Linked DNA regions of Macaca mulatta: region 1 is linked to region 2. Evidence: chromatin contacts called from public Hi-C data. All regions are on one chromosome and are shown on one strand. Each heading gives the region's core, a stretch centred on a gene start, on an enhancer-like site or on the middle of the called end of the contact. The rest is flanking DNA. Distances are from core to core; before and after follow the strand shown. Region 1 overlaps PITPNC1 (phosphatidylinositol transfer protein cytoplasmic 1). Region 2 has its middle 12 kb from the start of PSMD12.

Region 1 (7,203 bases), core at 4,613-7,112, 110 kb after region 2:
CTAGGGTATCTGCTAGGCCATGAGCTAGAATTGTGTACTGAGAGTCATCATTAGTTAGGTGTTGTTTTTTGTTTTTTGTTTTTTGTTTTTTGACGGAGTCTCGCTTTGTCACCCAGGCAGTTGTGTGATCTCGGCTCACTGCAACCTCCGCCTCCCGGATTCAGGCGATTCTCCTACCTCAGCCTCCTGAGTACCTGGGATTACAGGCACTCACCACCACCCCTGGCTAATTATTTTTAGTAGAGACGAGGTCTCACCAGGTTGGCCAAGCTGGTCTCTATTCACCCACCTCAGCCTCCCAAAGTGCCGGGATTACTGGTGTCAGCGGCCGCACTCGGCCAATTAGTTAGGTATTTATATGGAAGAACAACTGACTTGCCAATTTAGTCTGTAACATCAGGAGTTAAGAGACATTGGAACTACAGAAAAACATTATTAAGGATGACTCTTAAGATGTCAAGAGGAAAAAAAAATGACTTCTTCGGTCAAAAAAAAGAGCAAAAGCTATCACACCGTATGAGCCACAAGCTGAAGGCTGTCTTCTGGGGGCGGCTTAAATGCATTAGATTAGTCTGCAATGTGGATTAAGGGACTGTGGGATTTAATAACTTGTGTATTAAAGAATGGCCCTGCAACTGTTACTCTAACATAAAAATGTAAGCATTCTAATTGAATTTAGAAGCAATAATATTAAAATTTCTTTTGGTGATGCTCCTTAGATGCATTAAATAAAATATCAAAAGTCACAATTGATTAAACTGAAACTTTAGCATGAGAGTTATTAAGCACTAAATTCTTCAGCTAGAGGTTTTTATTTTATTTTTTCCTGACATGTACTCAGAAAATTCTCCCTTTACATAATTTATGGTCATTCTGCTGTTTAAATGTGCCAAAAAATGTTCTCGGAGTTTTGGCAGTGTTTTGAAATAGAGTGTATTATCTTACTCTTGAGCTATATATATAATGAACACTCAATATATATTGATGGTGGTGTTTTCATGAGTTGAAATCTTGCTATGGGCAAAGGAAGGAATAGGCTATTATATTACATCTGATGCTTAGCCTGCCTTTAATGAGTAATGTAGAAAGATACACCTCTTCTTCCTATGGCAAGTCTGTATGTAGTTTTGCTAAGCTTGTGTCTGCCCACAAATCCTAATGAGAAGATGGCATTGATCTGAGATGGTAGCAAAGTACAGCTGGGATACTGCTGTCCATATGTTCTATGGTTCCAGAATTCCATGGACTACAGACAGCCTTGTAGAAATCACAAAGCATGAGTGATAGTTATAATCAAGGAGGTCTTCTCCTTTTTATCCAGGGACAAGCAAATGAGACAGATGTGAGGGTGGCAGGGAGGCAGAGAGGTGTCATTTTGAATCTAGACACATAATGAGGATTGTGGTTGACCGAAAAGTGTCTATGTATTTGGAGCGGTGAGAACAGGCAGTTAGGAGCATCCAGGAAACCTCTTCCTCTCTCCTCTCCTGCCTTTCAGGACATCTCCTGGAGTCCCCAGAGTGGCATGTTCTGCATTAAAGCCAGACATGGTGAAACCCCGTCTCTACCGAAAATACAAAAATTAGCCGGGCGTGGTAGTGCATGTCTGTAACCCCAGCTACTTGGGAGGCTGAGGCAGGAGGCTGAGGCTGAGGCGGAGGTTGCAGTGAGCTGAGATTGTGCCACTGCACTCCAGCCTGGGCAACAGAGCAAGACTCTGTCTTAAAGTGTACTGTGGAATTCATCTTTATGTAGCTACATGAAAAAGAAAACCAGTAACATAAAATATGAGTACTGGTTAGAAGTTCATTACAAACAAATCACACCATTTTTATGTTAGACCACCCCAACCACTTCCCGTTTTTGTTTATTTTTGACAGGTTCTCGCTTTGTCACCCAGGCGGAAGTGCAGTGGCACGATCTCGGCTCACTGCAACCTCCGCACCCCAGGTTCAAGCAATTCTCCTGCCACAGCCTCCTGAGTAGCTGGGATTATAGGCACTCACCACCACGCCTGGGTAATTTTTGTATTTTTAGTAGAGATCGGGTTTCACCATGTTGGCCAGGCTGGTCGCGAACTCCTGGCCTCAAACGATCCACCCACCTCGGCTTCCCAAAGTGCTGGAGTTACAGGCATGAGCCATCACACCCGGTCTCCTTTTTGTTATTGCTCAGATTTACAGAAATTTATTTTGCAAAATTTTATTTCGAAGAAACAAGCGAGTGTTTCTCTGTATCCATCTGAGCTCAGTAGGATGCCCGAGTGAAAGGTGCTTAATCCAATTTCTGTTGAATGATTGACTTCTCAGGGACTATTAATTTGTAAACTTTAAGAAAGGGGAAAGTTTAAATTTTTCCAGCTGCCAAACTTTGGGCTTCTTGGTGAATCATCAGAGCAGGCTTTCTAGGCCAAGTGTAAGTCCTGTTCTGGGGGCCAGTGGTCTGATGGTGGGGGAGCAGGATGTGTTTATTTAGATGCACAGCCAGAGTTCACACACTTGGGTTTTGGGATCAGCCTCCAGGGCCTAAGTAATTTCTCCCAGGAGATGTCTTCGCATCTTATCCCCCGTATAGGATCATCACGGACTGCTGATTGAAGAAAAGGGTTAGGACCGCTGATCAGAGAGAAGCTATGATTTTTTCTTCGCCGTCTGTCACAGAAGTGTCAGTAAAGGAGAAAGCTTACTTGAAAGGTTTGGATTACTGAGCAGCTCAAAAGAGCTGTTGCTGGTGGGATTTTCTCCTTGCTAAAGTTTTTCTTTGCCCTTAGAATACTAAGCAAAAAGGAAAGGAAAGATGAAAGGTAAGTTCCTCTTTAAAAATACGTTGAGTCAACCCATCACAGAAAAACCCAGAGATTTCTCAACTGACAAATAAGCGGCATCACTGCATTTGGGAATTAGAAAAAGTCCCCACGATAAAGTTATTTGGGAATTAATCAACACTTGGCTCATCCCAGGCGTGGAGCGCTTCGGAATTCACCTCGTGTTGCTTGGAAGCTGGCAGCTCGGTTGTTATATAATGTGAACCCAGAGGCCTGCCAGACAGCCCTCACTGTGCCCCGGGGGAGTTGCAAGGCTCTGTAACTGGTGGAGTCAGCCAGAACAGAGCCCAGGGGCCTGGTGTGTGCTGTGTTTTACAGATGACACATTCACCTTTGAAATTCTGTCCTCAATCACCTTCATCAATGCCTGAGCAAACGAGGGTAGGGCCACACGCGGGCTCTCTCTTTTGTTTACTTTTCCAAATGGAGATAAAAGACATATAACAAAATTTACCATCTTAACCATTTTTAAATGTACAGTTCTGTGTTATTAAGTGCATTCCTGTTGTTGTGCCAGCATCACCACTATCCATCTGCAGAACGCTTTGTGTCTTGAAACTCTGCCTGTTCCATGGTAACTGCCTGCTCCCCTCCTGGCAGCCCCTGGCAGCCACCCATCTCTGAATTTCAGAGCCGCTTTCTGTCTCTGAATTTGACTACTCTAGGTACTCACATAAGTAGAATCACACTGTATTTGTCCTTGTGTATCTATCTGGCTTATTTCACTTAGTGTAATATCCTCAAGGTGCATCTATGTGGTAGTGTGTGTCAGAATTTCCTTCCTTTTCAGGAGTGAATAATATTCCATTGTATGGATATACCACATTTTGTTCATCCATCCCTCCGTGGATGGACACTTGGGTTGTTTCTACCTTTTGGCTATTGTGAATAGTACTGCCATGGACAAGGTTATACAAATACCTGTTTGAGCCTCTGCTTTCTGTTCTTTGGGGTACATTCCCAGAATTGGAATTGCTGGGTCATATGGTAACAGACTCCTTTTTTAAAAAAGAAAAGTATCTTGAGAACTTGGGAGAGCCACTCTAGGAGTACGGGGCTGGATTGTTTGCACCATCTCCTTTTGCCTCCAGGTACAGCCCATAGGCCTTTGTCCCCACAGGTGTGGTAGGGAAGGGTGACCCTGTTCCAGAGTGAGATCAGCAGTGTAGACCTTCTCAGTTTGACCCTACATCTGAGGAACCCCCAGAAGCACAGAGAGGATCTCAGAATGAACTGAAGATCATGGCCTATAAATGACTCCTTCCTTCTCCTTTTCTTCCTTGGGTGACAAAGATTGTGGTCACTATACAGTTATGGTAGCCTGAAGTCTGGTAAATCAATGATGCTTCATGTTAGCTGCTCATGGGATTCACTTTGTGGCTTACTGATGTCCAGACCTCACCTCTAGAGATTCTGATTTCATTGGTTTGAGTCCTGGCCTCAGCATGGGGACTTCTGAAAGCTTCCAGGTGAGTCTAATATGCAGTCAGGGTTCCGTAGCACCCAAGTGAATTACTGAACCCGAACCTTTTCTCAATCCCTTTCATGCTGTCTGTTGTCTTTTTGGTTGTTTCTTTTTTTATTTGAAATGGAGTCTTGCTCTATCCCGGGCTGGAGTGCAGTGGTAGGATCTTGGCTCGCTGAAACCTCTTGCTGCCAGGTTCTAGCAATCTTCCCACCTTAGCCTCCCGAGTAGCTGGTACTACAGGTATGCGCCACCACGCCCCACTAATTTTTGTATTTTTAGTAAAGACGAAGTTTCACCATGTTGGCCAGGCTGGTCTTGAACCTCAAGTCATCCATCTCCCTCGGCCTCCCAAAGTGCTGGGATTGCGGGTGTGAGCCACCACAACCAGCCAGGTTATTTCTTTGGAGCATATCTGCAGATTTGTACATCTCAGCCCAAGGTTTAAAGATTTGGAAACAGGCTTTTCTGTGTGTGTGTGTGTGTATGTGTGTGTGTGTGTGTGTGTGTTTTAATTAACAAGGATGCATTATGTAATTTTGGAGCTAAGAATGAGGAATGAGGATGCATTATGTAATTTTGGAGCTAAGAATGAGGAGACCTGGGTCATACTCTTGTGTGTGTGTGTGTGTTATTATCTAACCAGGGATGATGAATTATTTAACTTGTCAGGATCTCAGTTTGTTGTTGGTGTTTTGTTGTTGTTGTTTTTTTGTTTTTTTTTTCTTAATCTTGGTTTTAAAATTAGGACATAGATTGGCAAACCAGATAAAAGAATGAAATTAATGATTAAAAAAAATTGTCCCTTCTAGCTCTGACATGCCACGCCTCTGAATGAACAGGTGGAACTGATGGGGAGTGAGGAGGCTTGGAGAGAGAGCCCCCGGGTGTGAACCCATCCTGTTCTAACAATAATGAGCCTGGGGAAGAAGAGCCTCCCCGTAGGCAGGGGACTGCTGGGAATGGCTGGTGTCCCAGAAGCAGCCTTCAGGGCAGCTCTGATCAGTAAATAAAAGGATACAAAATAAAAATCTCAAAGGATCCGTAGTGAATAAGAAAGCAGGAGTGTTGTGCCCAGGAAGACATGAGCTGGGGGCTTTGTCAGTCATGAGAGAACATAGCACAGGACTCTGGGTCCAGTGGAGCTGAACGTCAGAGCCTCTGTCCCCACGAAAATAGTAACTTCCCTGACACCATCCACCTGATGCCAAGAGCTGTTTATATCAACATTTCTTCTTGGGATTCTTTCAAACTTTATACTTACTTCTCTCCTCCTCTGATTCTATTCAAGGAATGTGAATGGCTTAGGTTTTGTTTTGTTTTGTTTTGCTTTCTAGATTAACACAGCTAATGCAGTGGAATTTTGATGCCAGGGGCTATTAGTGTAGAGAAACAAAGAATGCAGTCCTGCCCTGGGCACGAGGGTTTACTTCCATGGTGACTTCTTCTTAAGCCCATGGGAAAGTGAGAGGGAGGTGACTTCCTCACAGTCGGCTCAGCCTCTGGAGCCTGGAGCTGGAGCCAGCCCCATAGCGTGTGGCCATCAGGATGACGCAGAGAGGCGTGTGAACGCAGCCGGCTGCTGCATCTGGTGCACTTGACTCTGGGCAGCGCGTTCCCAGGAACCCGCAGGACACTGAGGACCGTGTGTGATGTAACCCAGATCTGCCAGATGTGGGAGCCAGCATGAGTCATCACGCCGGGCCGTTCATTAAGAAATGCTTTCTGGGTCATCTGGGTGCAGAACACTGCTGCTTCCCTGCTGTCCAGGGTTGGAGGCACCAAGTCTGTACATCAGGAATCCTCCCCAAGTTCATGAACATCTGTCTAAAATTATAGCCTGGTTTTCTGAGCTGATGTGGCACAGAGCACACACACGCTGACGGTCTCTGGCTTGTAATTTGTTAAGGGATCTCACCGCTTTTGTTAGTGGTGGGAAATCAGATAATGAAAACATACACCCCGGGCAGGAGGATCACTTGAGGCCAGGCGTCTAAGACCAGCTCCGGCAACATAGTGAGACTTCGTTTCTGCGAAAAGATAAAATTACCCGGGCATGGCATGACTGTAGTCCTAGCTACTTGGGAGGTTGAGGTGGGAAGATGGCCTGAGCCCAGGAATTCAAGACTGCAGTGAGCTGTGATCACACTACTGCACTCCAGCCTGGGTGACAGAGTGAGACCCTGCCTCAAAACGACGACGAAACCAACCAACAAAAAAACCCAAAAGTATAAGTTGCTGTGAGGTTTCTGCACATTTTAGTAAGATCAGAAATGAGGTGGGGTGTTGGAAGAAGCCAAAAACTCTGCTGGCATTTTGCCAATGAAATGCCAGCAATCACGTGTGGTCTTCCTTTTTTTTTATTTTTTTGAAAAGATTACATGCAAGATGCCTTATGGTGAATAACAAATATATTTCTGAGAAGTTGTAAACTACTTTAAAAAAATCCTTATGGATATAAGACATACAGTCAGAAAAGTTCATGCATGCATCCCTGGGTACAATCTTACACCCGAGTCACTGTAGTGAGTTGAAGGGTGGTCCCTTAAATATCCCCCAGAGCCTGTGAATATGATCTTATTTGGAAGGAGACCTTTGCAGACATAATTCAATCAAGGATCTTGAGGTGAGATCATTCTGGATTACCTAAGTGGACCCTAAATCCAATGGCAAGTGTCCTTACAAGAGACAGAAGAGGAGAAGACACAGACACACAAGAAGCAAACATGTGAAGCAGAAGGCAGGGATTAGGGCGCTGTAGCTGCAAGGAAGAGCTGAGCCACCAGAAACCAAAAGAGGCAACAAATGGATGGTCCCCTCGTGCCTTTGGAGGGAGCCTGGCCGTGCTGACACCTTGATTTCTTTTTTCTGGCTTCCAGAACTGTGAGAGAATAAACTCTGTTGTGTGAAGCCA
Region 2 (6,689 bases), core at 1,041-3,540:
TTATCTGTGAAGGCAATGGGTTGAACAGCAGAAGGGTTGAGATAGAAAGGTGGCTGGGGAGGAGGGGCTTTTGCAGCCAACGAACTCCTCTCGTTTGGCTGGAGTTGGGCTGGGAAGGGTAATGGACTAATGTGGGAAAGGTAGATCCAGAGCCTCGAAACTCCTACCAAGGCATTTTGACTTGCTCAGTAGGCCATAGAGAAGCCCCAAAAGGTTTTTATATGTTTTTTAATTTTAGAGACAGGGTTTCAGCATGTTTCCCAGGCTGTTCTTGAACTCCTGGGCTCATGCGATCGGCCCGCCTCGGCCTCTCAAAGTGCTGGGGTTACAGGAGTGAGCCACCGAGCCCAGCCGGGAATCGCTATAAGGTTTTGAAGGTGGCTGTACTTGCACAAGATTAGTATGACCAGGTCTGCGGATGCACTGAATGAAAACAAGAATCCAATGGAGAAGTCACCTTACAACAGGAGGGGTGGGCTGGGCGTGGTGGCTCACACCTGTAATCCCAGCACTTTGGGAGGCCGGGGCTGTCACCTGAGCTCAGGAGTTTGAGACCAGCCTGACCAACATGGTGAAACCCCATCTCTACCGAAAATACAAAATTAGCCAGGGGTGGTGGTGGGTGCCTGTAATCCCAGCTGCTCCAGAGACTGAGGCAGGAGACTTGCTTGAACCGGGGAGGTGGAGGTTGCGGTAAGCCGAGATCATGCCATTGCACTCCAGCCTGGGCAACAAGAGCGAAACTCTGTCACAAACCAACAACAACAACAACAAGAGGGGTGATGGAGGAAGCATGTACGTGACAATTTACAGTTCGGAAAATTCAGAGAAGTAGCTTCTCGACCGTGTCACCCGTCAGTAGAATACTTCCTTCCAGAATCAGTGTCAGGAAATGTCCAGGAAACCAGGAACCTAGCCTACACATCCCGATGTCCTATGTGAATGCGTATGTGGGGCTAGCCAATCCCTTGCCTTCCTGCCTCTGGGAAGATTATTAGGTCTTCCATTTGTTTTCAAGTAAGAAGCAAAAAAAAAAAAAAAAAAAAAGGAAAAACAGCTTGAGTTTCTTTCCATATCACAGCCTTCCAATGTGTTATTATTCAACACTGCAGTGTCAGATTTAGATTTTCCACCTCGAGGAATTTGGTTTAGCTTTAATTAGTTGCTGTGAATATTTCTGAGCCAACTCTGGAAAGCATTTATCTGGAAAATAGTTTCCACTAAAATATAAGCTGGATACAGGGTATCATTTTCCTAGGAGGGTTTGTATCAGTTAACACAGTTATACCTTCTCTCCAGCCCTCTGGATGACTTTTGCCACAAGCCCATCATCGTCATATTGGTTAATTACTTATTAGTCACAATTCAAAATTCTATATTGAGGCATCTGCATCCCGATCCAAGTTCTAGCCTCAGAACCTCAGAGCATGAAGATTTTCCGGAGAAAAGATAACGCTTACAGGTTATTCTCATACAGGCAACTGATGCATTTTTCATCCGGCAAGTTTTCATAAAAACAAGCTGAAAAATACCAGACAAATGAAAAACAGACTTCAGCAGTTCCATGCTGCTTCCTGAGTAACTGAAGAATGTGCTTCTTGTGGTTAAAATGAGGGATCTGTTTAATATGGATGAAATAGCAACACTCCAGGCATTTTCATTGACATTTCACTGTGACTTTTTGAACTTAGGAGTGCGAATACGAAAACCTACTCTTTCTTTCTGCTGTGCGGAGCCTGCACAATCTGCAGAAAGATTGCAGAGCCGGGCCAGGCGAGGTAACAGGCTACGTGGGGTTCATGTGCTCTCTGGTTGTTCCCTCCCCCTGTTTGTACTTCATTTCCATTCACACGGCTGCACTTCCCAGTTTTCCAGGATCTCTCCTCTGAAACCAGGCAAGGGTTTGTTCCCAAATCCCACCCATTGCCTCTCCAGCCCTGGACTTGCTTACTGGACCACACATAGGTGGTGGGCATTGGTGACTTGTCCCTAGGGTCAGGGGATCAGAAACTGCCCAGAGGGGCTGGATGGAGCTCGGCGGCACTCAGGGCACAATGGAGAGCGGATTCAAAGGGCAAAGGAGCCGAGGGAAGCCCCTCTGCCCGAGCCTCCCCAGCGCCGGCCGGGCTCCGCTCCGGAGCAGCCCCGCCGTCTGGCAGAGACATGCTGTTTTGTTTAAATCCTCCACATTCTTTGCCATTTCCCCATTGGCCGGATGGGGCTACCCTCCCCGCCGCGGCCGCTGCTGATGTCAGCCTTGCTCGCGCTCGCTCTTCCCGCACCCACCTCCCGGGCCCAGGCACACTGCATCGGCGCGGACGCTCCGGCCCCGGCGAGGTGGCTGCAAACTCGCGGGCACGCACGGCGCCCGGGGAGCCAAGGGACTCGGGGGAGGGGACGCGCGCGGAAGGCGCCAGCTTCCTCCCGCCCGCCCCTAGCAGCCGCGAGCTGAGGTTGGAGGCGCCCGGGGCCCCAGCCGGGCAGAGCCGAGCGGCGGCTTCCCTTTTCTCCCCGAGCCGAGCCCCGGAGCGGCGCGGGGACCGGCCCTAAAAAGAGCAGGAAATCTTGTTTACCGCCCGCGGAGAGGAGCCGATCGAGCCTTTGTCTGGAAAGTCAGCATCTCCGGCTCCGGCTGCAATGTGTTCCTGGTGACATTAGCATCGGGCAGACCCGCCGGAGGAGGGGGTTCGCCAGGTTCCCTTCTGCTTTCGGAGGCGGATCGAGCGGGTGACTTTTGTGCATTCGTTTTAATTTTTGGAAATCTCTCTTTTTTCCTCCCTCGCTCGCTGCCGGGCATGTCCTGATCTGGCGGCCGCTCCTACCACCCTGGGCTGCCGAGCAGAGCCGTCACCAGCGGGTCTCCCTCCCTACCTCCCTGACTTTGCAACACCGCGTTCTGGGAGGACCGGCCTCGGCGAGGGAGGAGGCGGAGGAGCTGCGAACACCCGGACCCAAACCCTGACATGCTCTGGGGCGGAGAGGAGGAAGCCAGGAGCTGAGCTTGCCGCGGGGGCTGCTTCGCCCGCCGGCTACGAGCGCTGGGCTCCGGGCGCCCTGCCCTGCGCCTGGGCGGCAGCCTTGCTGGTCTGGAGGGCGCCCCCAGCTTCCCGCCCCGGGGATCCGCGGCCGGCAGGACCATGCTGCTGAAAGAGTACCGGATCTGCATGCCGCTCACCGTAGACGAGGTAAGCGCCGCGCCCGGCCCGGCCTCGCCCGCTCCGGGACCGCCGCCGCCTCCTGGCCGGCGAGCCCCGGGCTAGCGGCAGGAAACCCAGGTGGACGTTACCCCGCAAGCCCGAAGGCTGGAGGAGAGGAGGAAGGGGATTTGCGGCTTCCACTTGTCACCCCAGCGGGGGAGGGCGGCGTTGGGTGGGGCGGCGGACTCCGGGTGGGCTCTTTGGGGGCGCCCAGAATCCAGACTGTTGGGGATCACAATGAGCCAAAGGGAGTGGGTGCGCCCCCTCCTTCCAAATAAGAAAATGAATAAAGCAAACCCAAGAGCCCCCGGCGCGCGCTGTAGCTGGGGTTTGGGGGGCACCCCGTCCTGGCCGTGGGCCCATCTTCCCCTCCCCGCCCTCTGCGGTCAGGTCGGGGTGCAAGGAGGAGCCTTGCGCCCTCGGGATCTGCACGCCCAGAGCCCCGCGGGGGGCACCTCGGAGCCCTTGGGGGAGGTCCCTGCGGGGCCCGACTTGTCGCCGTCGCCGCGGTCTTGGGCGCCGCTCCCGGCACGTCCGCCCTTCGAGGCTCGGGACCCGGCTCTGTCCTTTCGCAAACCGCCTGGCTCGGAAACTTTCTGCGTCTCTTATTTCTTCCGCCGCGGGGAGCGTGGTCGGCCCGCGAGCCGGGAGCGGCTGAGGCTGCGACGCGGCCACAGGAGGGCGCTCCAGCACGTGGTGCCGGGGCAGCGGCTGCCGGCTGGGGGCGCCGGGCGCGGGGCGGGGGCTCGTCCTCCAAGCGCGGCTTTGCTGCCCTTTTCCCGAACCTGCGAAGCCACGAGCCCCAGCATTCAGGAAGTGGTGACTCAGACTGGATTATTCCAGCCCTGGCTTCCCTTTCTTCCCCTTCTTCCTGCCCACCTTTGTGGTGATTTCACGACTGCTGAGCGTCTCTGTCCAGGGACAGCGAGGGAGCCCAAAGCCAAGCACGGCAACGTGAAACTCACTAGTATGGTTTGGTGTGGCAACACACATGAAATCAGCCACCCACACCGTCTTTATATTTAAATCTGGTGCCTTGAAACTATCAGATATGTTATTGAGCCACCACTTGGTGAGAGGGGCGATGCGCTTTGGGAGAGAAAAAGATCCTTAACTGAGAACGTGGCTGTGCTCACAGGGGCTGTCCGTATTTGCCATCTGGACCAAGGGTTAAGGCAAGACCCAAGTACAATCCAAGACAAAATCAAAGTAGCTGCAAGTTTACAAAACGCATCAGGGGTACACAGGCTGCCAAGGAGGGAGAGATCAGCTTCCACCAGAATGATCAACCGAGTTTTGGAGTTCTTTGGCATTTGAGGAGGTAGCATTTAAGTAGGGTCTGGAAGGGTGGATGCCAGATGGGTAGACAGAGATTCGAGTTGCATATGACCTTGTAAGTGGAAAAGCAGGACATAGCTTTGTGGAGAAAGCGAAAGGCAAATGAATGGGACTGGTTAATAGGTCTTTCCAGAAAAGGTGGATATCGTCCCACCTTCTGGGCAGTTGAGCTAGAGTAATTCACCTGGGAGGCGTGGATCCCTCTACTCTATCTCCTAATGACCTTGTTTTTTGATATGAGTTTGGATTCTAGGAGCAATGTTGGGACTGCATGGAATACACAGAAAATTGCAGGTGATAATCAAGAAAAGAACCAGTTCTAGAAGCTTCTCTACTACCTACAAAATCTCTTTATCCTAGTTAGTTCCCTTTTCAGGCTTTCTGAAACACTCAGGCAGATGCTTTTCCCACTTTTGTTTTTGTACCGAAATATCCACAGGTATAACATGGGGTAATTACATTTGAATGATATAGGTGGAGGCCCTTCCTTCCGTCCATCCGTCCGTCCTTCCTTCCTTCCTTTTTTCTTTTCTTTTTTGTTTTTTTGAGATGGAACCTTGCTATGTTGCCCAGGGTGGGGTGCAATGTCGAGATCTCAGCTCACTGCAACCTCCACCACCCAGATTCAAGCAATTCTTCTGCCTCAGCCTCCTGAGTAGCTGGGATTATAGGTGCCTGCCACCACGCCTGGCTAATTTTTGTAGTTTTAGTAGAGATGAGGTTTCGCCATGTTTGCCAGGCTGGTCTTGAATGCCTGACCTCAGGTGATCCGCCTGCCTCAGCCTCCCAAGGTGCTGGGATTACAGGCATGAGCCACTGCGCCCGGCCAGCCCTTCCTTTCTTAATTGGCCAACAAAATCAGACTCATCAGACTCCACCTGTAATATAATTATAAATTCTTTAATGTATAATTCATTTTGGCTAAAGTATGATTCAGTTTCTGTAAGGTTCATATTCTGAAGTCATTTTCTGCTTTGTCAGAGAAGCAGGAGGGCAATTTAGATTAATAGATGTTTCCAATTAAAAGGATTCAGATTAGCTAAATCTGATGATGAATGAAGACATGAGGCCTAGTTTGCCAGATGTTAAACCCCTAAAGTCAGAACTGATAGTAAATTCCACAGTCTCCACCATCCCCTTTTACACTGACCTTAACATTGAAAATGAGGAAGCAACTTGAGTTTCTTCAAAGAAGATGTTTAGGTAAACTTTGGAAGCCTAACTTTTTTTTTCCTTTCGAGACAGGGTCTTGCTCTGTCACCCAGGCTGGAGTGCAGTGGTGTGATCCTGGTTCACTTCTGCCTCCATCTCCTGGGCTCAAGTGATCCTCCCACCTCAGCCTCCTGAGTAGCTGGGACAACAGGTGTGTGCTGCCAATTTTTTTACTTTTGTAGAGACAGGGACTTGCTATGTTGCCCAGGCTGGTCTTGAACTCCTGGGCTTCAGTGATCCTCCTGCCTCGGCCTCTTAAAGTGCTGGAATTGCCGGGCACAGTGACTCACGCCTATAATCCCAGCACTTTGGGAGGCCGAGGTGGGCAGATCACGAGGTCAGGAGATCGAGACCATCCTGGCTAACATGGTGAAACTAAAAATACAAAAAAATACTAAAAATACAAAAAAATTAAGCAGGCATGGTGGCAGGTTCCTGTAGTCCCAGCTACTTGGGAGGCTGAGGTGGGAGAATGGCATGAACCCGGGAGTCGGAGCTTGCAATGAGCTGAGATCACGCCACTGCACTCTAGCCTGGGAGACAGAGCAAGACTCCGTCTCAAAAAAAAAAAAAAAAAAAAAAAGTGCTGGGATTACAGGCATAAGCCACTGTGCCCGGCCTGGGAGCCTAACTTTTGCTTCCACTCTTGGTTGGCTCTGGACTGATTCAACCTACATGGATCTTCTAGAACTTGTTTCTGTTTAATCACCAGAGTTCATTGGTAGCAGTGTCCATACTTTTGAAAATGAAGCAAATGCTTATGCTTCGAAGAGTCAGTGAGAGAACCCATACTTTGCCTGCTTCTTGTGCCTGGCCTTATCCCTTCTCCCTCATTTAACCCTCTGGTGGTGGTGGGCGGTGGAGCATTAGTGGCACTGGTGTGTTATTATCCATATTTTGCAGATGAATACATTGAGATTCAGAAAGGTTAGGTAATGTGCT

Evidence for each region. Hi-C and Micro-C count contacts between places; a contact is called where the count stands out from the background.
Region 1: a Hi-C map of blood shows a contact between it and region 2, with 2.2 times the contacts expected there. The contact joins two enhancer-like sites. A contact is called at or near these places in 8 of 14 Hi-C or Micro-C datasets (CD4 T cells, blood, cortical neurons and 4 more).

Annotation. Positions count from the first base shown.
Region 1 is chr16:77,231,724-77,238,926 of T2T-MMU8v2.0, forward strand. All of the region lies in intron 1 of PITPNC1 (phosphatidylinositol transfer protein cytoplasmic 1), which reads left to right. Among named protein-coding and RNA genes, the nearest start is that of PITPNC1, 77 kb to the left of the region's middle. Within about 2 kb of position 5,863, at least 22 of the 40 cell types and tissues checked have an H3K27ac peak or open chromatin away from gene starts, as enhancers often do. A contact at or near this core is called in blood, where this site is marked.
Region 2 is chr16:77,124,736-77,131,424 of T2T-MMU8v2.0, forward strand. No RefSeq gene overlaps it. Among named protein-coding and RNA genes, the nearest start is that of PSMD12, 12 kb to the left of the region's middle. Within about 2 kb of position 2,291, at least 37 of the 40 cell types and tissues checked have an H3K27ac peak or open chromatin away from gene starts, as enhancers often do. A contact at or near this core is called in blood, where this site is marked.